Linked DNA regions of Mus musculus: region 2 is linked to region 1. A link is a contact called in public promoter capture Hi-C data. All regions are on one chromosome and are shown on one strand. The core of a region is the stretch at or near the end of the contact, and the rest is flanking DNA. Distances in the headings are between cores, read along the strand shown.

Region 1 (3,511 bases), core at 421-2,920:
CAAGGCAGGTCCTGTCTCCTCCAGTCCAAGGGCTAGGCTCTGTCATTTTCCCAGGGGATAGATGCCTAGAGGTGGCCTAGAGGAGACACTCAGGAGATAAGCTCTGTGCTCTCTGAGCTTCAGTGAAGCCTGGGCCTGGGACTGCTGGACCTACTGGAAGAGATATGCAGGCAACTGCTCCCTGTCTGAGGTGTGAGCATTGCCACTCAAGGTCTGTGTGACTCAGCTACCTCTGCTATCCAGTCTCCCATCATAGCTGGGCTCGTCCTGCCTTTGAAGCTCCAAGGCCCCACCCTGGGGTCTCTGTAACACCCTTCCCCTCCCTGCTACCAACACCCCAGGGATTTAGAGCTCTGTCCTGTCCTATGACTTACTACTTTCCCAAAAGAGTCTGTCCCTTAGCTTGATCACCTTGGTCACTTGCTTTCCAGATGGCATGGGAAGGCCTGCTTCATGAAAGACTTCCAAGACTCAGAGACTTTGTTGACTATGGTGGCCAGCTGCAGCGTGCCTGAACTTATGGTCCTGTCCACACTGAACCAGGCAGATTATTCATAGGGACCCAAGGGGAGCACCTTGGTATCTTTTCCTGTTGCTGTGATAAAATATTCTGACAACAGCAACTTTAGGGAGAAAAGGTTCATTTTGTCTCACAGGTCGAGGCCAATATGGCAGGGAAGTCAAGGGAGCAGGTGTGGGAGTCTGCCCGTCACATCACATCACATCACATCACAACCAGCCAGGAGGTAGAGAATGCTTGTGGTCAGCTCAGTTTCACCTTTTTAGACAGCCCCAGGAGAATTAAAAACCAGGATTAGCCATGACAGTGGTTAAGTGCAAGACTTGAGAGTAGGGACCCTGATGTCCAGGACCCCAGTTCTGGGGCAAGGTAAATGTGTAGTACTATACGTATAGGACACTAGCAGTTGGAAGAAATTCATGTGTAAAATTCTTCTCTGTGACAAAAGATACAGCCTGGTTTCCTTTGTATTAAGAAACCTTACATTTTGACCCCATTTTCAGGGATGCCACTCTACTTTGTCTGAAGTAATTTAATTGAAGGTCTTCGATAAAACTATGCTATGGAGAATGCGGGCATCGATCCCGCTACCTCTCACATGCTAAGCGAGCGCTCTACCATTTGAGCTAATTCCCCAGCTATAATTAACTTCCGTCGCAGGTTGTATTGTGACTCACGTCATCACCGGTTTTCCCCCCCCCCTCGTCCCCCGCGGCCGTTACCCCACCGCCTGCTGTCATTGTGTTACCCCATTGGCTTCTTCGCATCCGGAGCTACACAGCCGGGATTGGTTTGGTTCATTTGTTTTAAACTACATTGACTATGCGGATTGGTGGTCCCAAGCGTCTGTCACGCGAGGCCCCGCTGTTGCTACGGGGCAGAGGGACCCAGCCTAAGCTTCTCCCAATTTCTGACTTGTTTCTCAGACTCCGGGGTCTAGAGGTTCCGGATCCGTCAAGACCATGGGAAAAAGAATGCGCCTCTCGCGTTTGACTGACAAGACCTCAAAGCCAATCGAAGTGGAGTCGAGGGAACCGCTGGGCGGTCCAATAGGTTGTGGGGGGCGGGAGAGACAAGCCAATGATCCGTGTGAAGGGGCGGGGTCTATCCTGTGATTGGCTGCGGGGCGGCCGGAGGGAGGGCGGGGGTAACTCAAGGCCTGCTTGATACGTCCGCCATTTTGGGCGCTTCGCTGATGGTGTCGGTGAACCTTTTTCCCGCCTGAGCGCGACTAACTGCGGGTCTTGGGCGCCTCCAGGTAACTCAGGGGAGGGGGCGGTGGCGCGGAGTGTGCGGGTCGCGCGGGCAAGCGGCCGACCGATCGTGGCGGTGGTCCGGTCCCGGCGGCGTGGGGAGGGAGCGTCCCGGCCCCTTTCCCCTCCCCCCCGGAATCGGCAGCTTCGGCGGCCCGGGAGGCGGCGTCCAGTCCTGGCCAGGACCGGGCCGCCCGCTCCTGTCAGCCGGGCCGAGCGTTGGCAGTCAGCCGAGCCGACTGCGAACTTTGGACGCCGAGGTGACTCTGGGCTTGGCTCGGCGGGAGCCCAGGCGAGGCGAGGCGCGCCCCGAGCCAAGTCGGGGGTCCTGGGCGAGCTCCCCGGCTCCCGCGCCCGGGCCTTCACAGCGACTTCTCGGGATCTCCTGGAGCTTGTCAACTCGCTGGAGAGCTTCGCGAAGGCTTTTGTTGGACTCTTGTCCTCTGAGAAACAAGTTGTGTGGGTTTCTGGGCATTAGCAGAGTCATCGGAACACACAAAAACCAGTTCCGAGTCTCTCGGGGCCATCGCAGTGAATCTTCATCCTCCGCCGTTGAGTCTCTCTTTTATACAGACGCGGGCATTGGAGATTCCCTGGTGTTTTGGAGCTGAAGTGAGGAGTTACCCTTCTTGTGGCTTCAAGCACCTCGCTTTTAAAGCTCGGCTCACTGTTAACTTGGAGGTCTTTTTCTCCCCAGTCCCGTTGTCTTTCATTAGAACTTGGACTTGAAGTTGTAGGTGGGACAGAATGAGTGGTCTCGGTAGCTCTGTGTCTGTACTTCTCCACCGCATGTCCTACTGTCATTTGCCGCCTACCTGCTGTGGTCTCTTTAGAATGGGCCAGAGCTTTGTTTATGTTTTGCTTTGGCTTGGGGGAGGGGACACTTAGAAGGTTTCCTTGCATCAGAGCACTTGTTAATATGGATACTGTTTCATTTTCTTAAGTCAAGTTTACTTTGGTTTTTGCCCTCAAGGTCATGTTGCAGTTGACACAGCCCGTAAGAAAGGAACTTAAGATCTCCTTCCACTAAAATGTTCCTTGAAATTGCAAGGTGCAAGATCCCTGTTGCCAGTGGTGTTTGAGCTTTCTTATGGGCCACCTGAAAATTACATCTTCCTTTGTCACTTTCTAGTCCTGTGACCTTGGGCGAATTAGTCCTCTTTGCTGCCCCTGTAACCCATGAAAATAAGTTTGTTTCATAAGTTTATCTCATGTTAGGTCCCAATTTTATCTAACATGTTCATATTAGACTGTAACTGAGTATATATGTAAATATGTTAGCACAAAGCAGCTAGAATCGTGCTTTGTGAATAGAATCAGCTCAGTGGTGACCATACCTCTCAAATTCAACTTGATCTTGATGATTTTGTTTGTTTTTGAGGCAGGGTCTCACTATGTGGTGGGAAGATCTTTACTGCTTCTGCCTTTAATAATGGGATTAATAAAGTCATGCACCACTGCACCGGACTCATTATTTAGTTATTTTTTGAGATGATAGTAGTTTAGAATGTTCTTGACTTTCCTTTTCAGCTAAGGCTGCCTCAAATTCTTGATCTTGCTGCCTCTACCTGACAAGCATTATGAATAGAGGTGTGTACCACCACACCTAGTTCAAAATTAACTTTTAAGTGTTTAGGTACAATTAGGAAAGCCATGTGTTTAAGGATCAGCTGGGCTAAAAAAAATTACTGGAAGTTATTTTAATTTTTCCATGAGATGTTGAAAATCTATTAAATCA
Region 2 (3,494 bases), core at 534-3,033, 2.8 Mb before region 1:
CATGTCAGATCCCTCCCCAGCCAATCTCATACAGCCAACTACTGGCAGGCAATAATGCTACATCTTCTAAATGGGGACACTGAGGCTCAAACAGTAAAGTGACTGGGATCTCCAGCACTCAGTTCTATGGTCCCTGAGTGTCCCCCGGGTACTGACCCAGCTTGACATCACCCTGCAGAGTGAGCAGAAGGTTGGCACCCTGTTGGGGGAACACACAGAAAGGATTGTGTCAGGTGCCTGGCGGCTTCCTCCTCATTTGAACCATGCCCTTGGCTGACCCCCTACCTTAATGTCTCGGTGAATTTTCCCCTGAGAATGCAGGTGGTGGAGCCCCTGGAGACAAACAGAAGTCTCTGAGGACAGCTGCTTTGCACTAATTATCTCTTCTGAGCCCCTCCTCAGGACTGGGCCCCCCACCCAAGCTGCTTCCTCCACCCCTCTCCCCAAGCAGGAAGTGAATGAGCCAAGAGGGAAATAGGCTGCTTCCGGCAACAGAACTGGGGGGCCCCCTCCTGCTAGGACCTCCACCCCCTGAGTCAGCCCATCCCAAGGTCCCAATCTCCCACTGGCCAGATGTGTTGGGCCCACACTCCTGAGGATTCCAAAATGGGTGCTGCCTATGAGCCCCATACCTTCAGTGCCTCCCGGCAAACATAGGCAATCTGCCGTTCTTCCAGGGGCCCAGTGGCTGAAACATACAGAATGGGGGCTGAAGAGAAAGAGCCTGAGGGATATGCTGACCCTCCCTACCCACCCTGCAGAGTGGGGAGCAGCAGGCACCACTACAGCAAAGTGATGTTAGCCAAATTTCTTCCAGACTCAGGCTGGGAAACTGAGCCCAGAGGAGGATAGTATTTCTCTCAAGGTCACACAGCCAGTCAGAAGCTAAGAGGAGTCCAAGTGCAGCCAGAAGGATGCCTTCCTACCCCTATGTTGGGATCGGGAAAGGCCATGTCCATGGAGTCTGGATCTCACCGTGGTAAATCTCCTGCAGTGACCCTCCTCCACAGAACTCCATACAGATCCACAATCGGTCATTCCTGGGGAGACAGAGAGCTGGGGTGGCACAATGCAAGGCACAAGAGGGTAAGAGGATAAACAACCTCACCTGAGGTAGCTGCCGATGTAGGCCACGACATTGGGGTGGCGGCATTCACGAAGGATGGTGATTTCCTGCTGAAGAGAGCTGATGTCGTCCCCTGGGGAGCACAAGGCATTATGGGGGGGGGGGGGGAACGAATAGCCTAGACTCTGTCCCTATGTGCAAAATGAGCATAGAGTATTTCTCTCCTTGCCGAGCAGGTGCCAAACCTTAGTTTCTCCTGGGGTCGGCTTCACGGGGGGGTCTAGAAAATGTTAACTCTCTGCCCCCGCCAGCTCACCCGCCCGCCTCCCAGGAGCACAGAGGCCCCACCCGGGCCCACACCTGGGTCTAGCTTGACGATCTTCACCGCGGCCAGTTCGGACGTGACGGTGTCACGGGCCTAGGGGCGAGAAGCGGGGTGAGGAGGGGGCGGGGCCGGGGTTCCCGCGGCGGGACGTGAAGATGCACCCTCCTCCTGCGCTCCCGCCCGTCCCGCAGCCCCGCTCAGCGCACCTTGTAAACGTCGCCATAGGTCCCGGCCCCCACACGCTGTAGCAGCTCGAAGCGGTCCCGCGGATCCTGCAGCGACACGTCCCGCAACAGCGCCATGGCCCGGCGCCGGACCCGCCGGCGGGCGCAAGCTGCGGAGCCGGCGCGGAGCGGCGCGGGGTGGGGCGGGGCGAAGCGAGCGGGCAGGCAGGGGCAGCGCCGAGACTCGGAGGCCGTAGGGGCGGGGCCAGCCCGGGGCGGGGCCAGCCCGGGGCTGCCCCGCCGCCCGCCTGGCCGAGAGGAGGCGCCCTGGTTGCGCGGGGAAGTCCCAGAAGCAGGGGCGGAGCTTAGGTACCCCTCCCAATTCTCGCCGCGCTACAGGTGCAGAGCATAAAGTTCAAAATCCTAAAACAGCAAAAGCAGATATCCACTCCCGCCCCATCCCCGATTTCTCAGATGAAACACATACATACATCTCTCTTTTTTCTTAACAAAATGCATTTATCTTTCTTGGAACTGAAAAATAAATCTATGTACAAAACAGGAAGAGGCTGGCCCTCCCCCACCCCGTGCAGATTTCCTCCTGGGACCTCAGGGAGGTTCCCAGAGGGCTGGAAGAGGTCCTGCTCTGTTCTTGCGCCAGTTTGGTCAGGAAGGGGGCGAGGCTCAGTATTCACAGATAAGAGTCGGAGCTTCATGTCCTGTACTCAGGGGCTAGGGAGACGAGGAAGATTTCCAAATTCGGGCAGCAATATGTAAGTTCTTTGGGGTAAGGGATTTGGATTCCCAAAGGATGGAACTCTATATAAAGTGCGGAAATCTACCCCTAGGGACTGAATGGTCCTTGGTTTCCAGGTAGCAACTGTGCTCTGGGGCTAAGGTCAATCTAGCCCCCAAGTGGGAGGAATGCCCTACTGTTCAGGCGTGACTTGGGCTCCTGTCATGGTCCACTGAATTTCGGGGGATTGGACCTACAATGAGGTTCCAATTGGCCGGCTGGTGGGGATGACACCTACATTCTAAGAACTGAGCCAGGGCTCTGGGGCCTGAAGAGGGGCTAAATGAAGGCTCCTAGTCACTGCAGGACAGCTCTGGGTCCCCTAGGACTGAGGGCGGAGTCTAGGCTTGAATTAGAGGATGAGGGTGAAGCCTGCTGGGAGTGAGGGCAGGCCTGGGGCCTTGCCACAGAATCAGAGTTCAGAGGCCCTTGCGCTGCCGCTTTAGGAAAGAGAGTGTGTAGTCGCTGGGTGTGGACACTTTCTGTTTCTTCATCTGCACTTGCGACTGTGCCGTGAGTTGCAGCTTGATGGCGCTCGAGTTGATCTTGGTGGCCACCAGTAGCTCCTTCATGCCTTTCATCTTCTCACTCTGGAAAGTGAGCACTGGGCCCTCTGGGGGTGGCGATGCTGCAGGTGCTGGAGCCTGAGCAGCATTGCCGACTTCCTGGCCACCGCGGGTAGTACCTGGGACAGTCCCTGACGTTTTCCTAGGTGGTCCCGACCCTGCACTTTGTCCTGAGCCCGGGCCCTTGTCCAATGCAGGCTTCTTGGGTGGTGGTGGCTCCTCAGGCTTGGACTCTCTTCGGGGACCACGCCGACGGCCTTCTCGGGCTTCATCCCCCCATGGTTCTTCAGCCTCGGCCGCCTCTGCTTCCCGGCTAACTATGTGCACCTTCTGCCGCACCTGAGCAAAAGCGCAAGCCAAGTGAAAGGCTGAGGATCATCCGTGGGACCTCTAGGCTCAGCTCCTGGCCACCCCTCTAGCAGTGTCCTCTCATCTGTACTCATACACATGCAATGTAACCTCACTCCCCTACAACTACTGTCACCACCTGTAGTTCCCATGCCCTGGATAGGCCCCTCTCACCTGTCCCTCGAAGCGGCCTAGGGACTGCACAAGGAAAGTTGCCCAGCCTACGTGC

What was found. Capture Hi-C pulls out chosen DNA fragments and counts their contacts.
Region 2: a promoter capture Hi-C map of adipose tissue shows a contact between it and region 1, with 2.6 times the contacts expected there. A contact is called at or near these places in 1 of 39 promoter capture datasets (pre-B cells) and 1 of 9 other capture datasets (adipose tissue).

What each region holds. Positions count from the first base shown.
Region 1 is chr19:3,573,908-3,577,418 of GRCm38.p6, reverse strand. Ppp6r3 (protein phosphatase 6, regulatory subunit 3) reads left to right here and starts at 1,670. Exons shown (of 24, transcript NM_028999.1): 1 at 1,670-1,778. n-TAagc9 (a tRNA gene) reads right to left here and starts at 1,156; the gene lies at 1,084-1,156.
Region 2 is chr19:6,339,449-6,342,942 of GRCm38.p6, reverse strand. It overlaps Map4k2 (mitogen-activated protein kinase kinase kinase kinase 2), which reads right to left and starts at 1,783. Exons shown (of 32, transcript NM_009006.3): 1 at 1,598-1,783; 2 at 1,427-1,484; 3 at 1,109-1,199; 4 at 976-1,040; 5 at 633-688; 6 at 286-333; 7 at 157-199. The coding sequence starts at 1,693. It overlaps Men1 (multiple endocrine neoplasia 1), which reads right to left. Exons shown (of 10, transcript NM_001168489.1): 9 at 3,440-3,494; 10 at 2,049-3,256. The coding sequence ends at 2,771.